Regions from separate parts of the Sus scrofa genome. Here region 1 is linked to region 2. The links are chromatin contacts, called in public promoter capture Hi-C maps. All regions are on one chromosome and are shown on one strand. Each heading gives the region's core, a stretch centred on a gene start, on an enhancer-like site or on the middle of the called end of the contact. The rest is flanking DNA. Distances are from core to core; before and after follow the strand shown. Region 1 holds the start of TMEM260 (transmembrane protein 260). Region 2 holds the start of ATG14 (beclin 1-associated autophagy-related key regulator).

Region 1 (7,276 bases), core at 3,667-6,166, 1.1 Mb after region 2:
CATTTGCCAATATTATACACAATTTGACTTTCATTTTTGCTAACCTGGTATGTAGTATCCCATTTGTGGGTTGTTATTTTTTTGGGGGGAGGGGTCCACACCTGCGGTGCATGGAAGTTCCCAGGCTAGGGGTCAAATCAGACCTGTAGCTGCTGTCCTACACCAAGGTTCATGGCAATGCTGGATTCTTAACCCACTGAATGGTGCCAGGGATCAAACCCACATCCTCATGGATACTAGTCAGGTTTGTTTCTACTGAACCACAACTAGAACTCCCCCCATTGTGGTTTTAATTTGCATTTCTCTGATTACTAATACAGTTGAACACATTTTCATATGTTTATTCATAAGTCTAGGTCAAATTATATGAGTATCTTACAGATTGTTGATACATGTAGCTAAATTGCCCTCTAAAATGTTACACTAAATTCCTTTATCACAAGTACTCTAGAGATATTAAATATCTTTGGAATGGTCATCATCAGAAAGTCTACAAATAATAAATGCTGGAGAGGGTGTGGAGAAAGGGAAACCATCCTACATTGTTGGTGGGAATGTAAACTGGTGCAGCCACTATGGAGAATAGTATGGAGATTCCTCAAAAAACTAAAAATAGAACTACCCTAAAATCTAGCAATTCCACTCCTGGGCATATACCCAGAAAAGGCAAAAAACTAAATAGAAAAAAATACATGGACCCCAATTTTCATAGCAGCAGTATTTACAATAGCCAAGAGACAGAAGCAACCGAAGTGTCCATCAACAGATGAATGGGTAAAGCAAATGTGGTTTGTATATACACACACACACACACACACACAAATATATGAATATTACCCACCATAAAAAGGAGTGAAATAATGCCATTTGGAGCAACATGAATGGACCTAGAAATTATTTTATTAAGTGAAGTAAGTCAAACAGACAAAGACAAATAGCATACAATGTAACATATGTGGAATATAAAAAAATGATACAAATGAACTTATTCACAAAATGGAAACAAACTCACAGGCACAGAAAATAATCTATGGTTACCAAAGGGGAAAGAGGGAGGGATAAATTAGGAGTTTGAGATTAATAGATACTTGGGATGGATTGGGAATCTGGGGTTTATAGATGCAAACTATTGCCTTTGGCATGGATAAGCAATGAGATCCTGCTGTATAGCACCGGGAACTATATCTAGTCACTTGTGATGGAGCATGACGGAGGATAATGTGAGAAAAAGAATGTGTATATGTATGTGTGACTGGGTCACTTTGCTGTACAGTAGAAAACTGAAAGAACACTGTAAACCAACAATAATGGAAAAAATTAAAAATCATTTAAAAATAAAATAAAACTTAATAAAAGAGATTAATAGATACACACTGCTATATATAAAATAAACAATAAGGACCTACTGTATAGCATAGGGAAGAATATTCAATATCTTGTAATAATTTCTAATGAGAAAGAATCTGTAACTGAATCACTTTGCTGCATACCTGAAATTAATACAATATTGTAAATCAACTATATTTCAATAAAAAACCTTTGATAATTAGAAACATGAAAATACCTTTTATTTTAAATTCCTGTGCTTACTAACACATTTAAATGTTTAAAATTATTTTTCTAAGGCACTTAAGAGGGATGTTTGTGTTTTCTTGTATTGTCCTGTTTTATTGTACATGGCTTATTGGACAGTATTCCAGGTAGCTAATTTCCAATCCAAAGTTTCTAAATCCAGAATTTCACAGATATTTTTAAGATTAAGACACATTTGACTTTATTTCAATTTCTGTATCTCTTTGAATTAGAATTTTCATCTTTTCTGGATAAATGCCCAGGATCATACGATGGTTCTATTTTTAGTTTTTTTAAAGAAACTACCAGGTTTGAAATGCTGCTTAGATATTAAAATGGAGAAATCACATTGTTTGTTTAAAAAAGGCTATAGCTTAAAGGACAGGTTAGTGGTGTATTGTTTTCAGATTTATCAGCCTAGTTACTATTTAAAATTTTGATAAGATCATCTTGGGAAAGAAGGTAGAAAGAGAGAGAACAGTCTACGGCCTGGTGCACTCGAATCTGTGGAGAACTGACAGAAGCAAGCCAGAGCAGAGGCCAGGGCTAAAAGGAAAGCCAAAGGGCTGAGGGCTGTCACCGAATCCTGGAGGAGAGGGCACTTGAGGAAGGATGGAAGAGTCAGCCAGCTTCCTCAGAGGTTGCCAGATACACACACACACACACACACACACACACACACACACGGAACTGGCCATTCTTCATCCTCAAAGGAGATTAGCCATGAAGTCAACAAAGCTTAAATTTCACAGCCTGAATCATATGGGTACCAAAGGGGAGGTGGGGAGGGGTAAATTGGGAGTCTGGGATTAACAGATACTCACCATGTATAAAATAGATAAACAACAAGACCAGCTGTAGACACAGGGAACTAGATTCAGTATCTTGTGATAACCTATGGTGGGAAAGAATCTGGAAAAGAATAGCTATGTATAACTGAACCACTTTGCTGTACACTTGAAACTAACACAATGTTGTAAATCAACTATACTTCAATTAAAAAAATTTCTTTTTCCACAGCTTGTCTCCAGCACAGGCTCCTTCCGATACCTGTATCTAATTCTCTATCTGCAGTTTTGTATTCTTTTGCTTAAAGAATTCTCCAAATGGTATAAACTCAACCCCATAAACCAGGATGTGGGCCTCCTCACCGTCCTTCTCTCTCTTTGACAATCTGACCACACATACTTAACTGACATCATTTCTTCCTTAGCGCCCTGTGACACATCCTTCTCTTGAACTGTTGTCTGCTTTTCTGCCATTCCCTAAAGGAAGATGTGGGCTAACACATGACCTCAACCTTCTTCTCACTACGTTATGCCTCCGTGAACTTCTTCATTCACCTCATCTGTGACAACTCCCAAATTCAAACAAACTTCTAGTGCTGATCTCTGCCTCTTGACTATGGACAGATAATTTTGCTCTTTTGAAAGTAATTTGCCATGATAAACATTTTATCTTTTACAAAGCTCATGAGCAAAAGATGAAATGTAAAAAGGGAAAGTTAAGCACATGCTTGGCTCAGCCAGTATTAATCACTGGCATACTCTTTCAGAAAAGAAATAGGAGGCAGGCTGTCTTAGAAATCTATTGCTGAGTAACAAATTACCCCAAATTTAGTGGACTGAAACAGCAACACTTACTATCTCACAGTTTCTGTTGGACTGCAATCTGGGTGAGACTTAGCTGGGTCCTCTACCTCAGGGTCTCTCTTAGGCTATAATCAAGGTCTTGGTGGGAGTCTGTTATCACCTCAAGGGTCACTAACAGAGCATCTACACCCTGCCTCCCTCATGAGGTATTAGCGGGATTCAGTTCCTTGCTAGTTGTTGGCTGGCTGTCGGCTGGAGGTGATGTTCGGTTCCTTGCTACTCTTTATGGAGTGGGCGTTTCCACCAAGCATCCCACACCATGATGGGTAGCTTCATCAGAGTGAACAAGCAGAGGACAAGAGAGGTGGTGCCCATCAGGGGGAGAGTTAGCAAGATGGAAGCCTGTGGTTTATAACCTAATCTCCAAAGGGACAACTGTTACTTTCACCTTATTCTATGGATAGAAGTGAGTCACTAGATTCAGCCCACTCCCCCCCGACCCCACCCCCCATACGGGGAGAGGATCACATAAGGGAGTCAGTACCAGGAGTAGGGGATTATTGGGAGCCATTTTAGAAGCTGCCTACCTGCCCCCCAGGGACCCACGATATAGCCGAGGAAGCATTATGTAAATACCTAAGATGCTGGCATAACGTCTGCCAATCTATGCAGATGTGTATTAGTTACTCTACATTTGCGATTCTGTGTTCCTGTCAGATTGCTTGTAACATGTCCTAGATTGTCAATGATCTTCACTGTATTTTGAGATGCATTCCAGGGAGGCTGCTCTCCTCCCCTCCCCCTCCAGAATAATCCATATAATAATGTACAATCTGAGCTTAAAGATCTTACTAAAGATCTTACCAAGAATGTGCTATGAGGTGGTCTCAAGAGTTCCCATTCCTTTTTTTTTTTTTTTTTTTTTTTTTACTATTTTATGGCCGCTCCGGCGGCATGTGGAGGTTCCCAAACTAGGGGTCTAAGCGGAGTCACAGCTGCTGGTCTATGCCACAGCCACAGCAAAGCCGGATCCTTAACCCACTGAGCAAGACCAGGGATCGAACCTGAAACCTCATGGTTCCTAGTCGGATTCATTAACCACTGCGCCATGATGGGAACTCCCCATTCCTTTTTTGTGTTGCAGCTAACTGGAAAATGCAGTGTCTTGGTTTCATTCCCAGTGTGTGGTCAAAGCTCCACCAAATACACCTCTTCAGTAAAGGAGTTCTTTTTACCATGACATGAATTATTTGTATCACTACAGAAACTCAAGTTTCACATCTCCCTAGTTCTCCTCATGCTACTAAAAAAACCCAAAAAATAAAAACCAACCTAGCTTATTTTAACCTTTGAAAATAACTCAGCGATTGAACAATTAGCATACAGGTTTATAATTACTCGTAGTAAACATATGAGGCTTACACTGCGCACACGGATCCTCAGGCTCACAGTCTGGGGCCCTTAGTGTAGTTCCACCCCACACCGCTGGGGGCAGTCGCGGCCCTTTCGCACGCCCGCTTTGCAACCCCCCTCCCGTCTCTGTCAGCTCCGACCAAGTCACCGGGAAGGGAGGAGGCCATAGAGACGACGACCCTGGGCGAGGCTTGGTTTCCTAAAGGAAGGGTGTCTCCTGTGATGCGCTACTGGGAAGCAAGTTATACTTCTGTAAACCCCGATGCGCCGTGCGCCGCCAGAAGGCTGCCCAGGCCTAGTCCCGCGAGGCTGGGCGGTTTTTGCCCCCCGCGCCGGCGCAGAAAGGTGCGTCCCGCCCACCCGGACCGACCCGGAAGCCGCCGCAGCCGCCGCGCAACGCGCTGGGCTCTCGCCTAGGGGCACAGTGAAGCTCCTAGTCCTGGGGTACCACGCGTCCTCCTTTCTCGGTTCCTCTGACGCATGGGTCTCCATGGAGACGGCGGGGGCCTGGCCGAGGGGCCGGCAGCCCGAGTGGGGCCACGGCGCTCCAGGGGCCTCCGTGGCGGCGTCGCCGTGTTCGCCGCTGTGGCCGCGGTGTTCACCCTCACGCTGCCCCCTTCGGTGCCGGGGGGCGACTCGGGTAAAGTACTCTCTGGGTCGTCCCTCCTGCTCGTCGCTGGTCCGCACTGTCCTCACTAGGTCCGCACCCCTTCATCCACTTGCCCGGGCCCCTGCAGGGCTTTAAGTCCCAGAACCAACTTCTGTTTCCATTCCTGTAACTTTCTTGTAATCCTGGTCTCTAGTTCTCAGGCTTTCAAGCCGGGTATTGTTGGTTTTGCCTGATGGGTACTTTACCAACCTCTCCGTTTCTCTAGATCATTTTTCCTGGACCTGAGTTTTTGTTTTCCATTTCTTTTTAGCCCGCAAATATTACTTGTTGGGTCCTTATCGTGTAACAGATAAAAGGAATAACAGGAGTGGTGAACAGTGTCATGGAGAGTGGCAATATACAAACTGCTGAATAAACCACTACATAGTGAGTAGTGAGAAGTTAATGGAGACAGAAGGAAATGTGGTTGACAGTGGGCTAGGTAATGGCTTCACCAAAATGGCTAGTCGGGAAAGGCCTCTGAGGAGGTGGTATTTTAGTTGAAACCTGATGTTGAAAGGGGACCAAACTTGCAGAATATTTGCTGGAGAATGCTTAAAGGAATGGAAGCCAGTTTCGGCTTAATGCAAGCTGCTCCTATTAAACAGAAAAGCTTGAGTCATCGGCCATTTAAATCATGTGAAAAATAGTTATGTATTTGGGATGAGAGACAAGACGTGGGTTTTGTTTTGCTGCCAAATTCAGTGGCCATCCAATAATGCCTAATAATGATGAGTAGTTTTGTCATAATGGTGCCGTAACTTTGGGTAGTAATCCGAGAAAAACTGAGTGCATTAGTTGCTGAATTACAAGATACTCCAAAATTTAGTGGCTTAAAACAGCAAAAGTTTGTTAGCTCACATTTTCTGTGGATCAGGAATGTGGGTGCAGTTTGAGTGGGTTCCCTAACTCAGGAGGGGAGGTTGCTGACCTCTCAAGGTTCTATTTGGTGGGGATTAGCTTCTAAGCTCCATCCAGTTCTTTGCCACATAGGTTTCTCTGTAAGCTGACCTCTGTCAAGAGAAAGAAGGCAGCTCTGTCTGACAACTCTGATGTTTTGTAACCTAATCTTGGTAGTGACATACCACTGCCTGGTTTTATTCCTGAAAGCGAGTCAGTATGTCCAGCCCAGCCTAGGGAGGGAGAGGATTACACAGTGAGAAGCCTAGGAATTGGGCAGCCGTCAGAGGCAGTCTTTAAGGCTGCCTACCACATTGAGAATCCTTGATGTTCCTTTTATGGGTCATTAACTTTATTCTTTCTTTCAGGTCCTATAGACCAGATAGGAGCAATGTTTCATTAGTATAGTGGGGAATGAAGTTATGATGTTTCCAAGGTTTATATTAAATAATAGAAATAACTTTATCATTGTGAGAGTTTTGGCATCGGAGAGCACTACTCAGAATGGGTAGTTCTGTACATGTCAAAAAAAAAATGTTGACAGTTATTTGTCATGGTTGTTTGAGCCTGAAGGTCAGGATTGGGATGAATAGTAAAAATAACACTTACTGAGCACTTACTCTGTGCCAGGCACTGTTCCAAGTGCTTCACGTGAATTATCATTTTAATCCTCCCAGCTGCTACCCTGTGAGGTAGCTATCAATTTCATTATGTTATAGATGACTAAACTAATGTTAAACTGTGTCCACAATCACACAGCTGCAAAGTAGGAACAGTTAAGGAAAGAACCCAAGTATATTGACTTTAGAACATGCTCTTTTAACCAATTTAGACTCTAATTTTTTTTTCTTAAATCTGCCCTCACATATTTAGTGATAGTCTATTTGAAATGTATGATGTTGGAGTTCCCGCCTTGCCAAAATTACTTTTTCACCACTTGATGTACATAGTTGATTTATGATGGTGCAGAGGTTAATGAATCTGACTAGGAACCACTAGGTTGCGGGTTCGGTTCCTGGCCTTGCTAAGTGGGTTAAGGATCCAGCATTGCCATGAGCTACGGTGTAGGTGGCAGACGCGGCTTGGATCCCGAGTAGCTGTGGCTCTGGCATAGGCCAGTGGCTACAGTTCCAATTCGACCCCTAGCCTG
Region 2 (6,464 bases), core at 1,966-4,465:
AGCTCAGGAGAGATTAAGAAACTTGTTCAAGATCACATAACAAGTGGTGGAGCTTGGAGTCAATTCAATGAAGCTTGAATCCAAAGATCACATTTTCAACTCAAGCTTAAAGTCAAAGTTAGATGGTAGGCAGTAACCAAATCACCTGGGGCCTAATATGCTATAGCAAAGAGCTTGAATTTAATTTTAAAAAGCCACTAAAAGATTTAAGCAAAAGAGTAACATTATCTAATTTACATTTCTACTGTGGCTGCTGGGTGAGGCCAGAGGGAGGCCAGGGAGGAGCTGTATGTGTACAAGAAAAGAAATTAATATGTAGCCAGGAGAGAAATGATAGTAGTCTGGACTAGAAAGAGAATAAAGATCTACTTTGGAACAGATCAAATTAGACTTGTCAATGATTTGGATACATGGGATAAGAAAAAAGGAAAAGCTAGGATAACTCTCAGGTTTCTGCCTTTAGTAACAAATGGGTCATGATTTATAACAATGAAGTGGTTCGGAATCAGGCTAAGCTGGAAAAGAATAGTAGATTCATTCAATAATTTGACAAATATTCACTAAGCTTCTACTATGTGAGGCTATAGCACAGTACGTAACTGTCTTGTTATCACAGGGCCTTACATCCTTGGAGTGAGGGGGGGGCACAGTTGGACATATTTATATGTAAACCATAAGATGGTGATAAGTGCTATAAAAAATAAGGCAGGTTAAGTGGGAAAGGAGGTTACTATTTTAATTAAATGATCAGAAAGAGTTTCTCTAATGCATGAGCAGAAGTCTAAAGGAAACAAAGGAAGCAGCCCTGAAACCTTCTGGGAAAAGAGTTCCTGGAGGTCTGAATAAGACTGCTGTGGTCCTGAAGCAGGCATGTTCTTGGTATGTTTGAGGACTGGAAAGGGGGCCAGGGTGGTACTGCAAGTAGGTAAGGGGAAAAAATAGGCAATCTGAGGAGGAACAGACAATAGAGAACTATGGTTAAGGCTTTTTTTTTTTTTTTTTCCTTTGGGTAAAACAGAAAAGCCCTGGAAGATGTGAACAGAGGAATGGAGGAGTAGTGTTACTCTAGCTGCAATATGGAAATAATACTATAAAGGAGCAAAGGTGGGAGCTAAAGGGGCAATAATCCTCTGGTAGATCAGACCAGGAGGTAGTGAAAGGGCTGGCTTTAGGATAGGTTTTGTAAGGCAGATGGGATTTGTTGATGGGATTAGATATGGTGGCATTAGAAAGGAGTCAAGGGGACTGGGTCTTTTGGCCTGCACCAAAGAATAAGGCTATCATTTACTGGGTTGGGATGAGCATGAAAGGAACAGATTTATGATGGATAACTGTGATATCTGTCATATCAAGATGGAGATCCTGGAGTTCCAATCATCACTCAGTGGTTAATGAACCCAACCAGTATCCCTGAGGACTAGGGTTCGATCCCTGGCCTCCCTCAGTGGGCTAAGGATCCCATGTTGCTGTGAGCTGTGGTATAGGCAGGCAGCTGTAGCTCCAACTCGACCTCTAGCCTGGGAACCTCCAGATGCCTTTGGGGGGCGAGGGGTGATAAAAAAAGAAAAGAAAAAAAAAGATGGAGATCCTCATTACAAATTTAAGTACAGAAAGAGGAGGCAGCTGTCTTCTTGATTTTACAAAGGCCCGAGTTGGAGATATAAGTCTGGTGTCTTCAGCCTATATAAGATATTTAAATTATGGGAATGGATCTAGGTAAAAGTATAAAGAGAAGAGGATCCAGAACTGAACCCGTGATAAACTCCTTAAGTTAAACAATTCCACCTCATACCTAGGATTCTTACAGTAAAATTGTTTTAATTTTTAAAGCTATCACTTACTACACACGAACAGTTTCTAAAGCCATCAAGTACATCAATGAGGCATAGCAACTAACTAAAAGATTACACCATACAAATCTCAAGAAAAAGAAATAAATTCCATTCATGAACAGAGGACTACCAGGAACTCAAAAAAATTTCCAAATATAGATGTTGTACAATCCAGTGGTTAAGTGCATGGCATAGGGCTCAGGCTGCCTGGATATTAATTCTGGTCCCTACACTTATTATCTGTGACCCAGGGCAAGGTATCGTGCAGTTTCCTTAGCAGTTACGTTGAGGATAATAACTTACTGGGTTGTTGTAATGAATACCTGAACTTTTGCACTCAAAATATTAGATCTTTTACTATCACTAAGTTACTGACACAAATGTTGGGGCTGAGAGACCTTGCAGCTAATCACACTAATTTTTCAATTATCTTAACCAAGGACTTGTCTCTGTTTAACAAATTTCAAAAGAAGGCCAAAACGTGTTCCTAAATTCAATTCTCTTAACTAAGGGCTTGCAACTCCCAGTCTGGATTTTAAAACAAAGCCAAAACACATCCCCAAACTTCTCAGCACCCAAAACAATCTTTGGAGGCAGAGAGCGGAAAAGGGAGGACTAACTAGCCTAATTAACACATTACAGTAAGCATGTCTGATAACAAGGTCCATCTGTGACAGGCTACCAGGGCCCAAAAATCTTTTATTTTATTCCCTTCTGGACTCTCCTCTAGAAAATGAACGTGCTTTCGAAGGTAAAGGTTAAACCAAGCTTCTGAATGGGAGTGTAGCAAAGTACTGAGAATCCAACTCTACAGCAGTAACAGGGGAAGACCTCTCCACAGTCACATCTATCTCTTTTCCGGAGTACCCAGGAGCATCGTGAGGTGGGACTCCTCCCCAGTGAGTTATGAGGAAATGACAACCTTCATCTTCTGGCCCCCATCCTGGAACCTGTACTCTGGGAGGAAAGCGCTAGCGCAAAGCAGCTACCCTCCCAACCTCCCCCTTCTCTCGCCAGGCTCCGGGGCACGTACTCTGGTCCCAGGCTCCTGTCTCGTAGCCGGTGGTGACTCCCGGAGAAAAAACAATGGGGCCGTGGCGGCTGCCGTACCTTTCACGGTCGCGGCCGTCGAAGTAGACGAAATCGCCGCTCTGGACGCACTTGGCGCAGGTCAGCCGCCGGCGGGTAGTGTTGCACAGCGGACACCGCTCCACCGCCACGTACAGCCCCTCCGCGTCGTCCACGGAGTCCACCAAGTCCCGGGCGAGTGGCTGGGGCCCACAGCCAGGAGCCTCCGGCGCCCGGGATCCCTTCCCACTGGGAGACGCCATGATGGCCTGAGAGAAGAGCCAGTCACGTGGGATTTTGTTTTCAACCAGGTGCATCCTGGGCGAGGAGGTGGGGCCTGGGAGGGGCCTAAGGAGGCGCCGGGAGCGCCGCGGGGGTCCCGCCACCTCCAAGCCCAGCCTTGCCTAGCCCTTGACCGCTGCAGCCCGAGGCGCTGTCGGTTTTCCTGACATCTCAGGGCTGGCCGATCTCGCGGCAGGAATTACGTTAGTGGGCCGAGTCACCCCAACAAAATGTCATCAGCTGCTCGATCATGACCAGCCTACAAGTTAACGCCTCAAATTTGTGCAAGAAATAGTAAAACGATGCCGTAAGGATTCTGGGAAAACCGATTGGGAACACAATAGGGAGTTTCTGTAATTCTCTGTGGATGTTTTTAAATTTGGCTAAAAGTACAGCGGAGTTGGGTAGGGAACTGGGTCTTGGAGCTAGACTGAATTTTGCCTCACCCACCTCCCTAATAGCTATGTAATTTGGGGCAAATTACTCACCTCACTGTGCCTGTGTTCTTACGTGATTTAAAGGTAGAGAATTACAGAACCCACCGTAACACCCTGAGGAGTCATAAGTAAATCTGTTTGGTAGGAGTCTGCTAAGTACTCTACTGATAATAGCTAACCAGTGGAAACTGTACTGAATGTGGAAATCAAAGATGTATCTTTCTGAAAAACAAATTTTTAAATTAAGGTGCAGCATTCCGCTCCTACTCTGGGCCGTGCTCTGAGAAAAAATTTGAACTAGGTAGAATTGAACATAGTTACATTTTTCCAAGTTTGTTTCTGTGGGGATAAATAGGGTGGGTCGGAGGATTTTTATCAGAGTAATTAGTGTTTGAATATGTCTATAAACTACAGAAGGAAAAATATTGGGCTCCTAGGTCAAATGATCTACACCAGTGAGTCTCAAAGATTATTTTGGCAGGCTGTAAATTAATGACTGCCCTAAATTTTCTCTCCAGCTAGGGTTTCTCTCCCCTGCCCTTCCATACCCCAAAATTCATAACTGCTTACACTAGGTCTAAAGTAGTGTACAGTGAACACCACAAACTCAGTAATTTGGAAACTGAACTGAAAACCAACCTTTCCCTCCCTGCCTATGTTTTCTCATCTTAATGAAAGACATATTCACTGACCACTTGGAATCAAGGTCCATAACTCCTGTTAGCCCAACCCTCCTTGTTAATCTCCACATCTCCATCAAATGGGGATAATTCCACAACCTAATTAGGCCTTGAGTCTGTAAACTCTGTTCCAGGCTCTTAATCTATTTTAACATAATTACATAGGATTATAAAAGTATGAAAAAAGCACAAAATCCCCAAACACTTTTCAAAATAAACTTTCAGGAACCATTCAGGTTTAGTGTAAGCTCTAAGATTTATTTTTAAGGAAGAGATAATAATTTTCTCTGACCATTTCAAAGAAAAGAATGTTTATCTTGTTTTCAGACCTTCATGTTTCATTTGTACTCTGACAAGATCCTTCACAAGCCTGTACCTAATGGCCAGGATCATCTACTTGATATTTTAAAAAGCAAAAAATATACAATTTCTATCCTACTTTATGCAGCTATATGAAATTTCTACATATTGCTATGTATTTTCAGAGAACACATGTTAATGGACTACATCTTTAACAAGAGTAAATTTTAATGTTACAATATCACTCTAGCAAGGCCCTAAACCTTTCAAATTCTGAAATGTTTACTTTTTTCATTTAAAAAATAACATAGTTATTTTGAAAAAAAATTTTCTTCACTTCTTAAGCATGAATACACGTATAGAATCACACTTTAATAACTAAAGGCAAGGAGTTCCTGTCGTGGCGCAGCGGAAATGAATCTGACTAGGAACCATGAAGTCAAGGGTTCACTTCCTGGCCTCGCCCAGTGGGTTAAGGATCCAGTGTTGCCGTGAGCTGTGGTGTAGGTTCCAGATGTGGCTTGGATCTGATGCTGCTCTGGCTGTGGCCAGCAGATGTAGCTCCAATTGGACCCCTAGCCTGGAAACCTCCATGTGCCTCAGGTGTGGCCCTAAAAAGCAAAAAAATTAAAAAATTAAAAAAAAATAAAGTCAAAATGTTCATGGAACAGTAACAATCCAGCCATTTCTGTGCTGGGCTTATGTATACATTCAAACTAATATACTGTAAGATACTGAATACTGTATTCAGGCTTTTTTGAAGTCCTTTAGAATAGGATAGATGTTTTCAAATGCTTCATAGATCTCAGAACGTTCTTTGGCACCTATAAAGAAATCCATGTTTACATAATCTTTAATATTAAAACAATAGTAGAAATTTTTAAGGCTAAAATTTCATTGTCAACCCCAATTGCTTTTAATTCAATGACATCTCTGTAGGTATCCCTGAGAAATGACATTTATTCCTGGTAAAGACAAAAGAATTTGGTGACTAGAGCCACATTTCCCTACACACATACCTAGAGCAGAGTTTTATAATACTTCTGCTATATAGACACATCAGTACATCTTTGGCTTCACAGGGAATAGTATGAAATATGGAATCTTGTTTCTCAGGGTGTCATGGATGTGACCACAGAACATGACCTTCATCAGCATCTGTGGGCCCTTAGCTACCAGCAAAAGGGACGTCCTTTGATCTGCTCACCTCTAGTAGACATTCTGATTCCCTGGTTTTGACCAACAGAGTGAGACAAACTGGAACTATTCTAAAGTTTTAAATTTTAGTGTATGGAAAGGGACTATTAGTTAGAAAACTGGGGAAATCTTGAAATCTTACCACCGTCGCCCTAAGTTTCAAGGGATCTTTAATTGTAACTGCTGTAGGTATTAAAATGGATTAAAAACATGAATTAGATACAGTTCCTACCCTTGAAAGAGATTATCAGTCTGTTCTACTCCTATCTCACCACTGCCAACCCGCTACTAACTACCTTCTACTTTCAAAACTATTCAGGCACATTATACTAAGAGTTAATTCCTGGTAGTACTTGTGTTTACATGGAACTGTCAGCTAATCAGGAAACTGTTATCTAATAGTACTGTGCAGAAGGCAAGGAAATTAATGAAAAGCATTTAAAAACTTTTATCATGGAGAAAAATGAAAAATAGTTTAAGCTGATAAATTCTTAAAAATAGTTTAAGCTATAAACGTCGAGAGGAGGAAGGCTCTGTAAGAGAGCAGGAACGACCTGTGAGAAGTGGTTGTCTGGTTTAATGACGGGACTAGTGAGAGGGAATTAGTCCCAAAGGACTAATCACCAAAAGGAGTATCACCGGATTTGAGAAGCAAGTAGAAATCAGGA

The links. Promoter capture Hi-C pulls out the DNA fragments that hold promoters and counts their contacts.
Region 1: a promoter capture Hi-C map of liver shows a contact between it and region 2, with 8 times the contacts expected there. The contact joins the promoter of TMEM260 here to the promoter of ATG14 in region 2. A contact is called at or near these places in 1 of 5 promoter capture datasets (liver) and 1 of 2 datasets of contacts at active chromatin or transcription factors (skeletal muscle).

Annotation. Positions count from the first base shown.
Region 1 is chr1:185,816,581-185,823,856 of Sscrofa11.1, forward strand. It overlaps TMEM260 (transmembrane protein 260), which reads left to right and starts at 4,917. Exons shown (of 14, transcript XM_013993447.2): 1 at 4,917-5,217. The coding sequence starts at 5,058. LOC110262235 (a long non-coding RNA gene) reads right to left here and starts at 4,922. Exons shown (of 3, transcript XR_002347053.1): 1 at 4,587-4,922.
Region 2 is chr1:184,740,537-184,747,000 of Sscrofa11.1, forward strand. ATG14 (beclin 1-associated autophagy-related key regulator) reads right to left here and starts at 3,216. Exons shown (of 10, transcript XM_001924990.5): 1 at 2,943-3,216. The coding sequence starts at 3,163. TBPL2 (TATA box-binding protein-like protein 2) reads right to left here. Exons shown (of 7, transcript XM_021102347.1): 7 at 5,183-5,423. The coding sequence ends at 5,347.